Linked DNA regions of Arabidopsis thaliana: region 2 is linked to region 1. A link is a contact called in public capture Hi-C data. All regions are on one chromosome and are shown on one strand. The core of a region is the stretch at or near the end of the contact, and the rest is flanking DNA. Distances in the headings are between cores, read along the strand shown.

The links. Capture Hi-C pulls out chosen DNA fragments and counts their contacts.
Region 2: a contact with region 1 is called in a capture Hi-C map of seedling, with 2.2 times the contacts expected there. A contact is called at or near these places in 1 of 26 Hi-C or Micro-C datasets (vegetative nucleus) and 1 of 3 other capture datasets (seedling).

The regions. Positions count from the first base shown.
Region 1 is chr3:18,558,030-18,560,614 of TAIR10.1, reverse strand. MYB77 (myb domain protein 77) reads left to right here and starts at 1,289. Exons shown (of 1, transcript NM_114866.4): 1 at 1,289-2,585. The coding sequence starts at 1,564. The coding sequence ends at 2,469.
Region 2 is chr3:18,872,613-18,875,197 of TAIR10.1, reverse strand. CML41 (calmodulin-like 41) reads right to left here and starts at 1,287. Exons shown (of 1, transcript NM_114937.3): 1 at 362-1,287. The coding sequence starts at 1,211. The coding sequence ends at 594.

The sequences.
Region 1 (2,585 bases), core at 40-2,539:
ATCATATAAATGTAGTTTCCCGTATTGTGTAAATACTATATGACTTTGATTTGGGGCATTCAAAAACGTACCATTAACAAATAGTCACAGACAAAAAAACCATACAAAACTGAACCACATTTCTATAAACGATACAAATATTTTTATCCCAAATTTGTAGCACTAGGCAGTTTGAACCTTTTTCAGTTAGAAAGATAAACCAAAAGGAAGTAAAAAATATTAATTTCATCGCTCAAAACTGTTACAATTACTGTTTAACCAGTCATAAATTAGTTAATGTTTTTTTTTAAAAATGTGTAATCAAAATTTTACTTTCAAGAGTGCCAGCTCTATACTTGCAATTACTTTAAAATTTAAAAATATACAAATTTTAAATTATGTGTATTGTATTCTCGAGAAAAAAAAAAAAAGAAATCTATGAATAATTAAAACGTAGCATAACCGTTACAAGTATAGTTTCAAATTCAACGAATCAAAATACTTTTTTAAAAGTAGCTAATACTTTTCTCGTTTCAAATTAAATGTCGTTTTGCATATTAATTTTTGTGTCATATTAAACGTCGTTTTATATTCTATGCAGATTTTATGTATAAACTTTATTGGTCAAAAGCGTTACGAATATCGTTTCAAGTTCAACGAATCAAAACATATTTTATAAAAACATCTAATACGTTTTCCGTTTCAAATTAGATGTCGTTTTGCATTTTAATTTTTGTGTCAGTCTAATGTCGTTTTATATTTTCTACACATTTATATTTTCAAAAATTTCAGTTTTATTTTTATTGTTTAAATATATCATCCAATTTGAAAATAATACAATACAATAACAAAAATAACATTTAAATTAAACAAAAATATTTTTAGAACACTGTGATCAAATTTTATCCTCCAATATTTCCCGACCCATAAACTTTAAACCTTATGTAACTTCAAAAAAAAATTCAAATTAGTCGTTTTGTATTCTACAAAATAAAATAAAAGGAAAAAAGTTTCAGAGAAAAGGGTAAATTTGCATAACAAGGAATACAGGCTGGCGTGTCCAGTCAAAAAAGTCAGAAATCTGCATAAAAAACTGTCTTTACCCAAACTGCCAAACCTAACCGTTATCGTCTCAGATATTATTATTATTTTTCAAATAAACATTCAAAACAGCTTTCTAATTTTTCACCTCAGATTGTGCGAATAATATCAGAGCTCTTTCCTTGTAGGTTTCCGTGATTTTGTCGCTTTAACTTCCCTTCTTTTCCCACTCTCTTCTCACGCGCGCGTGCTTCCCCTTTCTCTCTTTCGACTGTATCACACGCTCCATAAACTAATAAACAGACGCACCGAGATCACGACACGTGTACACCTACAGCTGTATCCCAAAACTTTCAAAACCGCTTGCGTGGAAGAAGCGGTGCATGACTTTCTCCACCGTCTCTACCGGTTACCGGTTATTATCCATCCTCCTCTCTATCTCTCTCTCTGTTATAAATACCTTTTTTCTCCTCTCTTCAGTTTCCTCCACCTTCTTCTTCTTCTTCTTCTTCTCTACAACAAACAAACAAAAGATCTGTTTCAATGGCGGATCGTGTTAAAGGTCCATGGAGTCAAGAAGAAGATGAGCAGCTACGAAGGATGGTTGAGAAATACGGACCGAGGAATTGGTCTGCGATTAGCAAATCGATTCCAGGTCGATCTGGTAAATCGTGTAGATTACGTTGGTGTAATCAGTTATCTCCGGAGGTTGAGCATCGTCCTTTCTCGCCGGAGGAAGATGAGACTATTGTAACCGCCCGTGCTCAGTTTGGTAACAAGTGGGCGACGATTGCTCGTCTTCTTAACGGTCGTACGGATAACGCCGTTAAAAATCACTGGAACTCTACGCTTAAGAGGAAATGCAGCGGAGGTGTGGCGGTTACGACGGTGACGGAGACGGAGGAAGATCAGGATCGGCCGAAGAAGAGGAGATCTGTTAGCTTTGATTCTGCTTTTGCTCCGGTGGATACTGGATTGTACATGAGTCCTGAGAGTCCTAACGGAATCGATGTTAGTGATTCTAGCACGATTCCGTCACCGTCGTCTCCTGTTGCTCAGCTGTTTAAACCAATGCCGATTTCCGGCGGTTTTACGGTGGTTCCGCAGCCGTTACCGGTTGAAATGTCTTCGTCTTCGGAGGATCCACCTACTTCGTTGAGTTTGTCACTACCTGGAGCTGAGAACACGAGTTCGAGCCATAACAATAACAACAACGCGTTGATGTTTCCGAGATTTGAGAGTCAGATGAAGATTAATGTAGAGGAGAGAGGAGAAGGACGTAGAGGTGAGTTTATGACGGTGGTGCAGGAGATGATAAAAGCTGAAGTGAGGAGTTACATGGCGGAAATGCAGAAAACAAGTGGTGGATTCGTCGTCGGAGGTTTATACGAATCCGGCGGCAATGGTGGTTTTAGGGATTGTGGAGTAATAACACCTAAGGTTGAGTAGTTTTGGTTTAGGGTTAAAACTTGAATCGATTGGGGATTTTCAAGAGCATTCATTTTTGGGGTTTATGGTAAAATTAAAAACAAAAACAAAATGTACAGAGGAATTAAAATTTCTAT
Region 2 (2,585 bases), core at 38-2,537, 310 kb before region 1:
TATAAAAGTGGTTAAATAGAAACTTATTGAAAAAGGGATCTATGATGGGCCTAATGACCCAACATACGTCTGAAGCCCAATTCAATAGTTTTCCCAACTTTTTTGGTATATATATATATATTCTTTTTTTAATCATTAAAAGGCAAATTACAGCATCGGAGAGAATTGTACTATAACTCGTATAATATACCAATGCATTTCAAACCCAAAAAAAATAACGACGAAGAATGAAGAATAAATGGCAAATGTTCAGCAGAGCCAAAGACAGAATAAATACTCCAACTTTCAATTAATGGTCTGTCTTTGCATCATTTCTATTAAATTATTAGTGGGCATATCTCATAAATAGATGCCTACAATACTGTAAATACACATAGAATAATTCCCACTTTATTTTTTTTGGTCATTAACATAAATCAAGCTTAAATATGAATTCTTCATTCATAAATTCATTCCAACACTACTAAAATTTCACCACAATTCAATAATAGCACTTCTAACATAATCCCTATATTCAAACTCACACACACTACTCCATAAACATTTTTCGAGCATATAGTAGGGTAATTACGTAAAAGAAATATTTAATTACACTAAACCGTCATCATTTGACGAAACTCATGAAAATCAAGAATTCCATTACCATCTATATCGTAAAACTTTATCATGGCTTCACACTCTCCGTACGTTCTTGATTCCCCTAACTTCACAAGCATCTTTTGCAAACCCTTTGGTGTTATGCAGCCTGATCCTTTTTCCACCTCGAACATCTCAAACGCTGTCTTCAACTCTCCATCGCCATCAACTTCACCGTCACCGTAAAGATCTCTTCTTGTCATCAATCCAACAAAGTCCTCAAACCCTAGAGACCCGTCTGCGTCAGTGTCAACTTCGTTTATCGCCTCTTGAGCTGCCTCGTGAGATATATACTCACCGACAGAGCCGAAGTAATGTCTGAGCTCAAAGGCTGAGATCTTACCGTCGCCGTCGCTGTCGAAATGGCTGAAGACTTGACGGAGCTCTTCTTTGGAGGCCTGGTGACTCTTTATGTTGTTGTTGTCATCACTGTTGCTTCTTGGAGAGTTTAAGGTTGACGAAGAGTTTGATTTTGGTGATCTTCGTCGGTTTTGGAAACTAAGGTTTAACTTTAAGGTTTTGGTGGAAAACCATTTGAAAGAATTGGAGGAAGGTTTCTCTTTTTGAGTTGCCATATCATTGAGTTTATATGCTGTAGTGTGTTATTCTATTTAGCCTTTAAATCACCTCTATATATAACATGAGAGATTCACCATGTTGATAAATTTATAAGACCATCTCTATTGTGGGTATCTCATAAGAATTTCTCACAATTAAAAAAATAAAAATAATAAAAATGAAGGAGAGAGAGTGTAGAAAGTTTCTCAAGTGAGAAACTCTGAGATACTCTGAGATACTTTGTACAACCCATCATGACAATTCTCATCTTACTATTGGTTTAATTTTTTAACAAAAATACTTTTTTAATAAAAATAATCAAATTATAATATAATATTAATATTTTTTTTGTTTGAAAAACTTTGTAGGTTTCTCATGGATGGAGATGTCTTAAGTGCATACATAATATGATAATAATATAAAATATACATTATCTAGGAAAGTTTGTTTCTTGTGACAATCGTATCCTGATTTTGATTTAAGTATTCACATTTTTTTGGACAATTACTGATTATTATATTTTAAACATATTTTCTAGAATTTAGTGTCTCTTAATATATTCACTTTAGGAGGAAAAAAAAACAGAACTATGGACATTTGGTTCATTCATTTCGGATTGGAAAATATAGCTTACGTCTCCAAAAAGTACTTATCCAAACAATATTCAGTAGTTTGAATTGAAGGAGCATTTGATAAAATACTTGTCATGTCTAAACTTTAGCTGGTGGGAGTGGGATTATATGTAGAGTTAAATTAGAATTTCGAAAAAGTATAGAATGAAGGGATACATAAAATATAGTAAGAAGACATGCAAGTCATTTTCCGAGAAAATCCAAGTGAACAAAAAAGAGGTCCATGTTTTGTCCTCCAAGGGAATTTCGAAGAAGGTGCTTTTAGATATGTGTGATGGCGTAGGCTCAGAGATTAAATGATTAGATGGGTAAAAGACAAAAGCTGTAAGAAATTTCATCGCAGCTTCCTCTAGCGATAATTAATCATTTTATATGACTTATCTCTATAAAATTCGATTGACTCTTCTTGTTGCATGCATTACATTTTAGTAATCAATTACTAGCTTTTAGGTGAACACACATTCCTAATCTCAAGAATAACCAAATTAGTTTGATGCAAACCCGATAATTCACCACTAATTTGATTCCAACACTATATATACCGTTAATTTGATGCATTCATGTCTTTCATTATCTTTGTTTTGTTTATAACTTCTGATATCTTAATATACAACTAGATCATCCTCGCAGAGCCACACGAAACAAGCTGTCTTCCTAATCACTATTGGTTTTTTCCCCCTCATAAGTTACACCACAAACAAATTTAACCATTTGCTTTATATGATGTCTTTGTTATTATAGGTAATGAAAAGAGAGTAT